Regions from separate parts of the Bos taurus genome. Here region 1 is linked to region 2. A link is a contact called in public Hi-C data. All regions are on one chromosome and are shown on one strand. The core of a region is the stretch at or near the end of the contact, and the rest is flanking DNA. Distances in the headings are between cores, read along the strand shown.

Region 1 (6,849 bases), core at 2,813-5,312, 44 kb before region 2:
GTTCCCACTCACCATGGCTCAAATGTACTTTTTCTTCAACCATCTTGGTCATCCCATCAACCCCATGAGATTGGTATTTCAGTTCAGTCGCTCAGTCATGTCTGATTCTTTGAGACCTCATGGATTGCAGCAGACCATGCCTCCCTGTTCATCACCAACTCCTAGAATTTACTCAAACTCACACCCATTGAGTCAGTGATACCATCCAACCACCTCATCCTCTGCCGTCCCCTTCTCCTCCCGTCTTCAAACTTTCTTAGCATCAGGGTCTTTTCAAATGAGTCAGCTCTTCACATCAGGTGGCCAAAGTATTGGAGTTTCAGCTTCAACATAAGTCCTTCCAATGAATATTCGGGACTGATTTCCTTTAGGGTGGACTAGTTGGATCTCCTTGCAGTCCAAAGGACTCTCAAGAATCTTCTCCAACACCACAGTTCAAAAGCATCAATTCTTCAGCGCTCAGCTTTCTTTATAGTCCAACTCTAACATCCATACATGACTACTGGAAAAATAATAGCTTTGACTAGACAGACCTTTGTCAGCAAAAGTCTTTGCTTTTTAAAATGCTGTCTAGGTTGGTCATAGCTTTTCTTCCAAGGAACAAGTGTCTTTTAATTTTATGGCTGTAGTCACCATTTGCAGTGATTCTGGAGTAAAAAAAAAAAAAAAGTCAGCCATTGTTTCCACTGTTTCCCCATCTATTTGCCACGAAGTGATGGGACTGGATGCCATGATCTTAGTTTTCTGAATGTTGAGCTTTAAGCCAACTTTTCCATTCTCCTCTTTCACTTTCATCAAGAGGCTCTTTAGTTCTTCTTCACTTTCTGCCATAAGGGTGGTGTCATCTGCATATCTGAGGTTATTGATACTTCTCCAAGCAATCTTGATTCCAGCTTGTGCTTCATCCAGCCCAGCGTTTCTCATGATGTACTCTGCATAGAAGTTAAATATGCAGCTTTGACGTACTCCTTTTCCTATTTGGAACCAGTCTGTTGTTCCATGTCCAGTTCTAACTGCTGCTTCTTGACCTGCATACAGATTTCTCAAGAGGCAGGTCAGGTGGTCTGGTATTCCCATCTCTTTCAGAATTTTCCACAGTTTGTTGTGATCCACACAGTTAAAGATTTTGGCATAGTCAATAAAGCAGAAATAGATGTTTTTCTGGAACTCTCTTGCTTTTTCAATGATCTAGCAGATGTTGGCAATTTGATCTCTGGTTCCTCTGCCTTTTCTAAATCCAGCTTGAACATCTGGAAGTTCACAGTTCATGTATTGTTGAAGCCTGGCTTGGAGAATTTTGAGAATTACTTTACTAGTGTGTGAGATGAGTGCAATTGTGTGGTAGTTTGAGCCTTCTTTGGCATTGCCTTTTTAGGGATTAGAATGAAAACTGACTTTTTCCAGTCCTGTGGCCACTGCTGAGTTTTCCAGATTTGCTGGCATATTCAGTGCACCACTTTCACAGCATCATCTTTTAGGATTTGAAATAGCTCAACTGGAATTCCATCACCTCCACTAGCTTTGTTTGTAGTGATGCTTCCTAAGGCCCACTTGACTTCACATTCCAGGATGTCTGGCTCTAGGTGAGTGATCACACCATGGTGATTATCTGGGTCATGAAAATCTTTTTTGTATAGTTCTTCTGTGTATTCTTGCCACCTCTTCTTAATATCTTCTGCTTCTGTTAGGTCCATACCATTTCTGTCCTTTATTGAGCCCACCTTTGCATGAAATGTTCCCCTGGTATCTCTAAGTTTTTGAAGAGATCTCTAGTCTTTCCCATTCTATTGTTTTTTCTATTTCTTTGCACTGATCACTAAGGAAGGCTTTCTTATCTCTCCTTGCTATTCTTTGGAACTCTGCATTCAAATGGGTATATATTTCCTTTTTTCCTTTGCTTTTTTGCTTCTCTTCTTTTCATAGCTATTTGTAAGGCCTCCTCAGACAGCCATTTTGCTTTTTTGCATTTCTTTTTCTTGGGGATGGTCTTGCTCCCTGTATCCTGTATAGTGTCAGAAACCCCCGTCCATAGTTCATGAGGCACTCTGTCTATCAGAACTAGTCCCTTAAATCTATTTCTCACTTCCACTCTATAATTGTTAGGGATTTGATTTAGGTCATATCTGAATGGTCTAGTGGTTTTCCCTACTTTCTTCAATTTAAGTCAGAATTTTGCAGTAAGGAGTTCATGATCGGAGCCACAGTTAGCTCCTGGTCTTGTTTTTGCTGACTTTATAGAGCTTCTCCATCTTTGGCTGCAAAGAATATAATCAATCTGATTTCGTTTTGACCATATTGTGATGTCCATGTGTAGAGTCTTCTCTTGTGTTGTTGGAAGAGGGTGTTTGCTATGACCAGTGTGTTCTCTTGGCAAAACTCTATTCTCCTTTGCCCTGCTTTATTCCGTACTCCAAGGCCAAATTTGCCTGTTCCTCCAGGTGTTTCTTGAATTCCTACTTTTGCATTCCAGTCCCCTATAATGAAAAGGACATCTTTTTTGGGTGTTAATTTTAGAAGGTCTTGTAGGTCTTCATAGAACCATTCAACTTCAGCTTCTTCAGCACTGCTGGTTGGGGATTGGTATTACTGGATTGTTATTATTAAGCCCTATTTCACAGGTGAGGAAACTGAGGCCTAGAGCGGTCACAGCCCATGAAAGGCAGGGCTGAGGTTCAATCCCAGAGCTGTCTGGCTCCAAAGCCCTGTCTTACCACCCGAGGCTGCTCCCAGTGTCTTTACGGTAAGATCACTCACCTAGCAGACATCACAGAAAGTCCCTTTCCTTCTGGTCTCACCTTCCTCTTCTGGAAGCTGGGAGGAGTGGTTACATGTGCTAAAGGCTGTCCTAGTGACTGGAGAGATTGTGGGGTGGGGCAGGGGGGGTCAGCCTGGGAAGACTTTATGGGGGCATTGAACAAGGGTTTGAAGGAAGAGGGGAGTCAGAGGCAATGCGTTATTGGGTTCAATCTAACAGACAAAAATAAGATTGTGTGTATGATTTCCTAGCTGCCAGTCCAACTAGGAAAGGCCAAGGATGATGAGTTAGTTAAAAAAACTTTGTCTCAAATCATACTTAGCAGGGGATGGTGCATGTGAGAAGCACAGAATGCATTTCTATGACAGCAATGGGGCTGTTTAGGGGTCACTCGGAAAGAGAGTCCAGGCCCAGGAAGGAAGGCCTATAGGAAGCCCTGGGGTGGAGATGTGTAACCTGAGTTTGTCCAGCTGCTGGTCAGGTCCTCAGGGCGCATGGTGCCCTTTACCAACACTTAAGAGGCCATGACTCTTGGGGAGAAAGCAGCTCCTCCAGCATGTGGTCTCCTGCCTAGGTGTGGCGGCGGGGGCACAGAGCCCGGCTCCAGACGCAAGGCTGCGACCCTGGTTGGGACCAGACCGGGCACAGGGGCGTGAACCTTCAGGCCTTCATCTCCCCCTACACCCTGGCCCATGCATGGGGCAGGGGCAGAGGTCGTACCACTGCCCCGGAGGAGCGGCCGATCCAAGAATTCAGGCGGCGGGGAGGGAGGAAGTCTCCCGGAGGGCAGCCAAGCCTGGGCCAGGCCCGGGATGCCTGGCTCGGGGAGTCGGAGCCCGGCACTGTCCGGCTGGGTCCCTCCAGCTCCAACGCTGGGGATCTGGCCGGGGTTGCTGGAGGTCCCCGGCCCCAGACCCCGCCCTCAGCCTCGCGCACCCCTTCCCCAGCCGCCGCCCCACCCGAAGTGTCCGCTCCAGGTCCCCGCTTCCGTCCCTTCCCCCACCCTTTGCGCGGGGATCGGGCCCCCTCGGCCTTGTAGTTCTCCAGCCGGCCCCGCCTCGCCCCGCCCCCTTGTCCAGCCCCGCCCCTAGGCCGGCCCCGCCCCTCCCCGTGGCTTCGCCATTCCCGGGCAGGCCCCGCCCCGCTCCCGGCTTCGCCTCGCCCCGCGCCCTCGCCGTTCCAGGGCAGGCCCCGCCCCGCGCCCGCGCCCCGCCCCGCGCCCTCGCCATACCAGGCCAGGCCCCGCCTCACCCCCTCGGCAGGCCCCGCCCCGAGGCCTCGCAGTCCAGGGCAGGCCCCGCCCCCTGTTTCCGCTGGCGGCGGCAGTGGCTGCGGCGCGCGAGCCCAATCGAGCAGGACCCCACATTCCTGGGAGCTCGGTGAGTGCTGCCCGGGGCAGGCAGGGCGGCGGGCCGCGGGCCGGGGGCTCAGGAACGAGCAGGGTTACAGGTCCGGGTTGGCGGGGGGCGGGCCGGCAAGCCCCCGACCCGGTCCGCGGAGGGGCGAGCGGCCCAGGGCGCCCCTGGAAGGGGTGTCGGGGGCGGCAGTGGGCCAGCTGAGGGCGGGGTGGGATCTGCTCCCTGTGAGGGGGCGGCAAGCCGCCTGAAGGGGACGACGTGTGCGGGGCCCGGTAACGGGGCGAGGAGGGGTCTTCACGGGGAAAGGCTCGGAAGAGGACCTTCCGGGAACGGGGTGCGGGAGTGGCCGGCGGAACCCTAGGCGGAGGGATGGGGGTCTGTAGGATGCAGCAGGAAGGCGGAGCTCCGGAGCTGTCAAGGGGTTCTGACTGTGGGACCCAGCGGGCCAGCGCGGGGAGGTCCCTTCAGCGCCCCCAGGGAGGGCCGGGAGCTCGGTCAGGGCTGGGTACCGCCTGCAGCCCCGGAACTCCCCGACCACCCCTTGGGCCACCGCTGGCAGGTCGGCAATCAGTGACAGGGCTTTGGCAGGCCCTGAGGTCTGGGATGTAGCCCATCTGTGCATCCAAGTTTGGGACTTTAAAAAACTTTCTGTGGTTATAAAGAAATTAAAAAGTCCAAACAAGAATCTGGCTCCTTACCAAGAGCAGTGTTTGTAGCCGTGTATTTCAGAGCTGGAGTCTTGGATCTCCTGTCTTTGGAAAAGGTACTGTCCCTTCTCTCTTTCCCCAATGCTGCTAGTGTCTGGGGAGGTTTGAAGCATTAGGTTAGTATGGGGTCCCCCTGGGCTGGGTAGACCTTTCCTCCCCATACCCCAAACATGGATAAGACTGCAGAGAACCAAACTCTTTATGTGATGGTGCCCTTCTGACAGGCAGCTGTCCCCTTCCCTGGGGTGACTCAGGTATTTCCTCCTCCAGGAAGCTTTCCTGGACTAGTGGAGAATACTGAGGACTCAGGCTCTGATCCCTGCATATCAGCCAGCTTCCCTCTCTTTACTAAAAATAACCACAGAGAATGTTTTGTATGTATGTTCTGCTATAAAGATGTGCAGTCAATTTGTCATTGTAAGTAATGGGAAGGGGAGGAGACATATTATGGACAATTTCAAACAATGGCCTGGACAAATCATTTATATTTAGCTAAGGAATGCAGCCAGGGAGGCAGACCGTTCACTCTGGCTTCCTATCCTCTGCCGGATCCTGGCAGGGCCCATGCAACTGAGCTGTGGGTTGAAGGGGTGAGCGAGAGAGGAGGGTTGGGGTGGATAAACTTGAATGGTGATTCAGTTCTACAATCGCTTGTTGAAGACCTGCTGTGTGCAAGGCCAGGAACAGCTGAGAGTGAACCAGAATGGAGAGGGGATTTTTTTTGATCTGATTAAATCATATTTTATGGGCTTCCCTGGTGGCTCAGCGGTAAAGAATCTGCCTGCAATGCAGGAGACGTGGGTTCGATCCCTGGGTTGGGAGCATCTCCTGGCGAAGGAAATGGCAACCCACTCCAGTATTCCTGGCTGGAAAATCCCATGGACAGAGGGGTCCATGGGATTGCAAAGCGTAGGACATGACTTAGTGACTAGACAACAGCAGCAAGTCATATTTTAATCTTTAAATTGATGAACACATTTTTATTTTTTTACATAATTAAAAAATTTTTTGAAATAAAATTTTTTATTTCTTTGATTGCTTTGGATCTTCGCTGCAGCACTCAGAGTCTTCGATCTTCATTGTGGCGTGCAGGCTCTTTAGCTGCATCATGGGAATCTAGTTCCCTGAGCAGGGATCGAACCTAGGCCTCCTGGAGTATGGAGTCCTAGCCGTTGGAGCACCAGAGAAGTCCCCAGGCATATGTCGTTTTAAATTGCTCCCTTATAGTTTAGGAAAATGAGGCTCAGAGAGAATAAATGACTTCCCTGAGGTCACCGAACTCATAAGTGGGAGAAGCAGAACTTGAACCCGTGGCTTCTGACCCCTTAGGCTGTGTTTTCTGCTCTGTCAGCTGCCTCTGTCACTCTTCACTGTTGAACCTAGAAGACCTGGGCTCCTACCTTAGTCCCAACATCGCCTAATTGTGCAACCCTGGGTAAGTTACCGCCCCTCTCCAGGCCTCTCTTTGTGTTTGGAATTTGGTCATGCCCCAGAGCTTCTGGCAGTTCCCTGACCAGGAATCGAACCTGTGCCCCTTGCATTGGACGCTCAAAGTCCTAACCACTGGATCTCCAGGGAAGTCCCCAGTCCTCTGTTTTGGATGATTATGGGTTAAAATGTGTTTAGGGTCTCTTCCATCCTTGGGTATCTAACAGTGTAAGATGCTATCAGCAGCCAGTCAGTGAGTTAATGTGTTCTTGGTTTATTTTCTATTTTTAATTGTGGTAAAAGAAATGCATAAAAACGACCATCATAACCATTTTAAAATGTACAGTTCAGTTGCAGGAAGTATATTCACATGGTCCTGCAACAGATCTCCAGAATTTTTTTGCTGCAAAACTGAAACTGTACACCCATTAAACTGTAGCCTAGCCCATCCCCTCAGCCCCCGGCTACCTCCACCCTACTCAGTGTGGTTTATTAGGCTCCTACTATGTCCTTAATAAATGTTGCCCTTGAGGAATGAATAAGGCAAGTAGGTAGCTGGCTAGAGTGCCAGTCCTCATCCCTGTGAATATAACTTTAGCAC
Region 2 (7,600 bases), core at 3,777-6,276:
TTCTATGTTAACTCATTCAGAAATCCCCCCATCTCTCTGTTTTCCCATGGTTCTGAGTCCATGGGAACAGAGCATCAGGGTAGAATTCCGGCCCCTGCCTCCTCCTGGGTCTCGTCCCTGCAGGAGAGGGAGCCCATCTGTAGCAGTCTTGAGCCCCAACTCCGTGGCTGGGGAGAGCACCCTGGGGGCTGCTGCTGCAGGTGCAGGGACCCCAGGGCCTGAGGGCAGCACAGGGCTTGGGCGGCGAAGGGGTGGCGAGAGGGGTACACTTGGCGGATAAGGCCACGTGCATCCTGATTCATGCCCTGGCCGCCACTCGCCAGTCATGTGGCCTTGGACGAGGTCTTGGAGACCTTTTCTCTTCTGTGAAATGGGATAATAAAGGACCTGCTTTACACGTGGTTATGAATACGATGCGAGTTAACACAGTCCAGCGTCTAGAACCTGCCTGGCATACAGGAGGCACTGCGGCCATTAGTGGTGACAGTCGGATGCTTCCTAGCTTATGGGGTTCCCCGATCCTTACTTCTTTTTTTAAAAAAAGTTATTTATTTTTGGCTGTGCTGGGTCTTCGTTGCTGCACGCAGGCTTTCTCTCATGGCAGTGAATGCGGGCTACCCTTCGTTGCAGTCACGGCCTTCTCGCTGCAGTGGCTTCTCTTGTGGAACGTGGGCTCTGGAGCACAGGCTCAGTAGTGGTGTCGCACGGGCTTAGTTGCTTGGGGGCACATGGGATCTTCTCGGACCAGGGATCGAACCCATCTCCTCTGCATTGGCAGGCGGGTTCTTATCCACTGTACTATCAGGGAAGTCCCCCTACTTCTTTCACCAGTAAGACAGGACAGAAGCATTTTTCCAAGTATGAAAACCTCTGGCCTCAGCTCAAGCCCACTGCGATTGCCCTTAGGCTCCTTAGCGCCCACTCTCTCTCCCTCCCACCACGGTGAGAGCGCTGTGGGCCGATGGCAGGGGCAGCAGGCGGTCTGCTGCCCTCATCTGTGACCTTGAGGAAAAATGCTCACCCCTCCCTTTTCTGTGCCAGCACCTCCAGGGCTGTGGATGCTGTCCGGCGGCCTCTACTCACCGAGGCTGACGGGTAGGAGGACAGAACTTTGGCGGACGGTGTGGGAGGGCTGGGGGCTCAGGGTTGAGTCTCGGGGGTCCTCGTGGGCTGGAAGTGGAGCTGAGTAGCCCTGGTGCGGGCTGTGAGTAGACACGTGTCCCTTGGGTGGCTCTGCTCACACTGGAGCAGGTGGGATGCAGATGAGAAGTCGATCACAAACCAGTATTCTCAGTGAGCTCAGGTGCACTCGTTCTCTGACCCCAGACTGGACAACGTTTTGTTTTGTTTTAAAAAAATATTTATTTGGCTGTGCTGAGTCTTAGTTGCGGCAGTTAGGATCTAGTTCCCCAACCAGGGATAGAACCTGGGGCCCCCTGCACTGGGAGCAGGGAGTCATAACCACTGGACCACCAGGGAGGTCCCTGGACTATGCTTTTTGCCTTCAGGATGCTTACAAAGGGGCAGAGGGTGGTTTAATATCAGGAGGGGGTCTTAGAGCCCTGAATGACCTGGGGTCGTTGCTTTCCCTTGCTGGGTGGTTTAATATCAGGAGGGGGGTCTTAGAGCCCTGAATGACCTGGGGTCGTTGCTTTCCCTTGCTGGGTGGTTTAATATCAGGAGGGGGGTCTTAGAGCCCTGAATGACCTGGGGTCGTTGCTTTCCCTTGCTGGGTGGTTTAATATCAGGAGGGGGGTCTTAGAGCCCTGAATGACCTGGGGTCGTTGCTTTCCCTTGCTGTACCAGCCACTGTGCTGTGCCGCTGCTCTGTGGAATGAAGAAAGCAAGGCTCAGAGGGGCTCGTGAGCATCCTCCCCTCCCCGAGGTCACACAGTGCAATATGCCAGAGAAGGAATGTAAACGCCTGTCTGGGGCATTCCAGAGCCTGTGTTCTTTTCACATGGGGAAGGCCGGCTCTGGGGCAGACTTCCCACGTCTCTCTGACTTTCTGGAGCGTCGTCGTTGTGAAATCTCTCAACATGTGATGCTTAAGTGTTCTCTCTTCTGCCTCCCCTCCCGCCCCTCACCTCCCCTGCCTGTTGTCCCATCCCCCCTGCCTGCTGAGACTTGGCGGGGGAGGGAGAGCAGCAGGTGACAGAGACTGAGCTGGAAGGTGTGGGTGACCTTGGGCTTCCTTAGGATTCTCTGTGCCACCAGGGGAGGTGAGATGCCCTGTGGCTATGGTGGCTTCCCGGGGGAGAGATGGAAGGAGATGGAAGGAGATGGAAGTCCCTCCCAAGGGCTGCCTAGTGCCTGCCGGTGGCCTGGCTGTATCGTGAGGGTGGGAGGTGTGTACCCAGTGGTCCCGCAGCTCCCTCAGCCCTCCAGGTTCCCCACGTTGGAGCCGCTGGTCTCCTCCTGTCTCCCTCCCCCTTGCCTCTGTAAGGCTGGCGTATGCTTCTCCGCTGCTGGTAGTCGGAAGCTTCCACGTGTGCTGTGGGATTGGCCTGGAGACATCCAGGGCCTGACTGCTCCAGACATGGGGGTGAAAAGTTTTCAAGTTCAGACAGGATACCCCCAGGGCCTGGGAACAGGCTGCAACCCTGGCCCACCTCAGGGAACACAGCGAGCCCTTTGGGATCCAGCTGGTTACACCCGGCTGGTGACACGTGGCTGGTTGCACACTGCCTGGTTAGTGCCCTGATGTGGGAGAAGCCCAGCAGGCCAGCTGGTCCAGAGCCCCCCTGGCTTGGGGACCCTGGACTTCTTCCAGGCCCCCTCCTACCCCCATCCCATCCGCTCATCCTCTCTCCTCCGCTGCCCCAGGCCCCGCTCCGGCCCAGCCCTGCTCCCTGGCCTTTGCCTGCCTTCCCTGAGCCCCAGCCTCTGTGCCTTTGAGGGCACCCCCTCCCTTTTGCGCCCTCTGCCCTCTTCCCTTAGCCAACAGCTAGGGCTGGGGGAGGTTGGGGGCTGAGCTTGGCACAGGGCCAGCCCACAGCGTCCATTCACTGTGAGCAGAGCTGCAGGGGGTGGGGAGCAACCTCCGGTCACCTGGTCGGGTCACCTTGATGAGGCTGTGCTCCGAGGGCGAAACAGAGCCAAGCACAGGACCCTTGCCTGGGGTCAGCTGCCTGTCACAGTCCCGAGGCTGAACTCATGCGGCTGAACTCGTGCGGGACAGTCACAGAGCCAGCAGGGACAAACCAGATGAGACGACAGAGGCTCCTGGGGTCTCTGTGGACATGGTGGGAGCCCAAGGGTCTGGGGCCAGCCCCTCTCTGTCCACTGGCTCGTTTGTGGGTCTTGGCTTGCCGCCAGGGCCTCTGGAGGTTTCCTCTTTAGAGACTGAGCGGGTTGGGGGTGCTCCTCCCGAAGGCCCTTCCAACTCTGCCTGCTTTATACCCATCATTCTTCAGGTGATTTCTGTGGGTCAGGGGTCAGGTCTGACCCCATCTCATCCTCCACCCCACTGCCACGCCAGGCTTTCAGATTTGCCCCCACTTATGAGGATACAGATATATATCCCTGATAGCTCAGTTGGTAAAGAATCCACCCACAATGCAGGAGACCTTGGTTCAATTCCTGGGTTGGGAAGATCCCCTGGGGAAGGGAAAGGCTACCCTTTCCAATATTCTGGCCTGGAGAATTCCATGGACTATATAAGTCCATGGGGTGGCAAAGAGTCAGACACAACTGAGCAACTTTCATTTTCACTTTCACTATAGATGAGAAAGCCAACCTTGGGAGCCCAGGTTATAATCTGGCCCCTAAGTCAGATCCAGGCCCAGTGATGTTACTATTTTTCAGAGCCAACTTTGAAGCCCTGAAGAGATCTCACAAACTTGAGAGTTCTGGCTTGAAAGAGATGAAAGGAGGTCCATTGCCTGGAGCCCAAATGGCCCAGAGCCGACTATTGGCTCCATCTGAGCCTCAGGTATCACAGCAGGGTGGGGCCTGTGCTTTCCTGACACCCCCTGCCCCCCACCCATCCAGGTCTTGATGCAGCTGGGGACATGCCTGGGTGTCTGGCTGGACTTGCTCATTCCCATGTTCTGCCTGCGTCTGCAGGTTTGAGTTGCAGGCCCTGATTTAAAGTGTGCTGTACCTCATGCCGGAGAAGGCAATGGCACCCCACTCCAGTACTCATGCCTGGAGAATCCCATGGACGGAGGAGCCTGGTGGGCTGCAGTCCATGGGGTCGAGAAGAGTCAAACATGACAAAGCAACTTCACTTTCAGTTTTCACTTCACTTTTATGCTTTGGAGAAGGAAATGGCAACCCACTTCAGTGTTCTTGCCTGGAGAATCCCAGGGACGGGGGAGCCTGGTGGGCTGCTGTCTATGGGGTCGCAGAGTCGGACACGACTGAAGAGACTTAGCAGCAGCAGCAGGAGCAGCACCTCACGCCTTAGGCCAACAGCTACGCAGCATGAGGGCAGGAGGCAGGCCTGGCTCTCTGTCAAATGTGAACCACTCAGCTGCTCTTCCCAGTTGTTCCCAAACCTGGCAGGGACTCTGGGCTCCTTTGTTGGCGCCTCAGAGCCCCCGGTCCAGCCTCTAGATGAGGAAATTGGCAAGAATTCTCCTTCTCCGGGAGGTTGATGCCCAGCCCCAGGCTGGGTTGTGGCGGTGAGCTGGTGTCTGCTTGCTACTCACCTTTCAGGCAGAAAAACAGTCACCTCCCTGCCACCAGGCATGTCCTTTTCAAATTAAGGTGATTATTGTTTCCCTGCTTGTTTCTCTGCCCCTTGGTTTCTCTTTACTGGTAGGTTGAACCCAGGAGACCCACCTCCCCACCCCGATGAGTGTTGCCAAAATGCCGCGTAAGGAGCTTGTATCAATATTTTGGCTCCCAAGCAAAGGGGAGCAGAATGTAAGGATGTCAACTCAGGCAGAGGGTGCGGCAGGATTGGCCAGGGTTCCCCGGAGGTGGGGCGGACAGGCAGGCAGGATGCTAATGCTGGGCCTCCCACACAGGGCAGGGTCCAAGGGGAGCCTTGGTGGAGGTGGAGGTTTCCTGCACTTGGTGTCGGTCTGTCCAGCTGCTTCCTCTCGATAGAGCGGTCAGACAATGCCTTGTTGACTCACCTCCCAGTGCTGCTGGTGGACAATGGCACATATGTCAGGGTCAGTTTGGGAGCTGTGCTGTGCCGGTCACCTGCTTCCAGGCTCGTGGTCGGGAGGAGCCGGGGGCACCGGGAACCGTGGCGCTGCTGACTCTTGGTGTCCCAGGGCCCGTCCTGGCTGGGGTGGCTGTTGCCCTTTGGTTTCCCAGTAGCTTGTCTTCCTCCTTCTCCATGCACAGCTGATTCAGAGCCGCTGAGGCTCCGTGCTGACCAGCTGCCCGCCTGCCTTTCCAAGTCCAGCCTTGGCAGACCTCCTTCACCCCCGGTTTGAGGTTCTGTGGGTTTGGCGCAGTCCCTGGGGCCCTGGGTCTCTACCCAAGCATCCAAGACCTGGATGAGCTTCCGACAAGAGAGACAGCTGTGGGACTCTTTAATCTCCTCCAGTGGATTGAGGATTAAGCAATTTTTTGGTGGGTTTGTTATTGTGTATTATGATTTTTTTTAAACAAAGGCTATTGTTTTTTGAGTGTTTTCTAGGTTCCTGTCATGTTGCTAAGTGGTACTTTTCATGACTTATCCAAATTAATTCTTCCAGTGACTCTTTCTCTCTCTAAGAGTATTTGTTTTAATTCCTTTAAAAAAAATTATTTACTTATTTCTTTTGGCTGCTCTGGATTTTTGTTGCTTTGCAGTGGCTTCTCTTGTTGCGGAGCACAGACTTTAGGGCTACTTGGGCTTCAGTAGTTGTGACTCTCGGGCTCTAGAGCACAGGCTCAGTATTTGTGGTGCACGGGCTTAATTACTCCACCGCATGTGGGGTCTTCCCAGACCAGGGATTGAACCCCTGTCCCCTGCGTTGGCAGGTGGAGTTTTATCCCCTGCATCACCAGGGAAATCCCATAAATGCTGTTTATGTCTAGAGTTGCAAAAATGCAACGTCACTTAGAATTGTTTTTAGTAGTTCGTTAGAAATTTATATCAGTAGCCTGAGATGTATTCTTTCCCTCTGACTCAGTAATTCTGTTCCTTAGAATTTATACTAAGGAACTAATCATATACAAGTGTATATGTATAGACGTAGATACATATGTGTATATACATATATATCTTCTTTGTAATGTTACTTACAATAGTAAAAAATTGGAAACATACCAAATTATCAGCAATAGATGTTTAGTTTGTAAATTTTGATACAGTACAGCCTTTTTTAAAAAAAAAAAAACATACCTTTGGGACTTCCCTTGTAGTCTAGTGGTTAAGACTTTGTATTTGCAATGCAGGAGGGGGTGCGTGTTTGACTCCTGGTCAGAGAACTAACGGCTTCCCTGATGTCTCAGTCAGTAAAGAATCTGCCTGCAATCCTGGAGACCACCTGCAGCACAGGAGACCCAGGTTCGAGCCCCAGATCAGGAAGATCCCCTGGAGGAGGAAATGGCAACCCACTCCAGTATTCTTACCTGGAAAATGCCATGGACAGAGGAGCCTGGTGGGCTATAGTCCATGGGATTGCAAGAGTTGGGCATGACTTAGCAACTAAACCACCACCAGAGAACTAAGATCCTGTTTGCTGCATGGTGCAGCCAAAAAAAAGAAAAAGAAACATTGAGTCTTCAAAAATTATATATAGTGATTCTAGATAATACTTATGGCAAACTATCAAGCAAATACTATAAGATGTAAAACTGCATATTCTATAAATTCCAATCCTTTTGCAAGATGAAGAAAAACAGAGTAGAGAAAATACACCAAAAATCTTAATGATGGTAGTGATTGTTAGTGATTTTTATTTCCTGTTTTATGTTCTTCTGTGATTTCTAAAATTTCTTCAGGGATTTCCCTGGTGGTCCAGGGGTTAACACTTTGCCTTCCAGTGTAGGGGGTGCAGGTTCCATCCCTGGTTGGGGAGCTAGGATCCCACATGCCTGGGGCCCAAAAAACAGAAGCAATATTGTAACAAAGTCAATAGAGACTTAAAATTTTTTTCTTTAGTAACCTATAGTAACAATAAAAAGGTCTTGGGTGTCCAGGGACTTCGGGGTGCTTATGAAACAGATAAGACCCTCCTGCCTGTGACCCCAGGTCTCCAGCACTTTCCCTGAGCAGAGCGTGGGGTGAGCTCCCGGGGAGTGGAACCTCTGCCCTGGGTCCCCATTCCTTCTTTCCTTCTCCATCACAGTCTGTCCCTCCAGTGTTCTCCCTGAATTGGCTGTAAATTTACAACTGAAGGATGATTTTAAAAGTATGCATTCTTTTTCTCTGTCGTGTTTCCTGCGTGTTCTGACAAGGAGGCATTTTCTGCGTCTCCCTCTGAAAGAAAAGCTTAATTGAAGTTCCTTTCATGTGATCCCGGTTGATTTTTCTTCTCTGCAGTTCAGATGGTCTTTGTCAGATAGAAGAATTTTCTGCTCAGGCCTTCCAAATGGGCTCTGAAAGCCCAATTTAAGATGAAGCCTCGCTGCCACGGCCTGTTAGGTAATACCGGTCGGGCCAGGTTTCCCTCAGGCGTGAAGATGGGAAGCTTGCAGTTCTGCTGGC

Evidence for each region. A called contact is a pair of places that touch in the nucleus more often than the background predicts.
Region 1: a contact with region 2 is called in a Hi-C map of skeletal muscle, with 2.7 times the contacts expected there. A contact is called at or near these places in 2 of 11 Hi-C or Micro-C datasets (liver and skeletal muscle).

Annotation. Positions count from the first base shown.
Region 1 is chr5:106,743,079-106,749,927 of ARS-UCD2.0, reverse strand. It overlaps TSPAN9 (tetraspanin 9), which reads left to right and starts at 4,062. Exons shown (of 9, transcript XM_059887102.1): 1 at 4,062-4,134.
Region 2 is chr5:106,699,312-106,706,911 of ARS-UCD2.0, reverse strand. All of the region lies in intron 2 of TSPAN9 (tetraspanin 9), which reads left to right. Among named protein-coding and RNA genes, the nearest start is that of TRNAG-CCC, 35 kb to the left of the region's middle.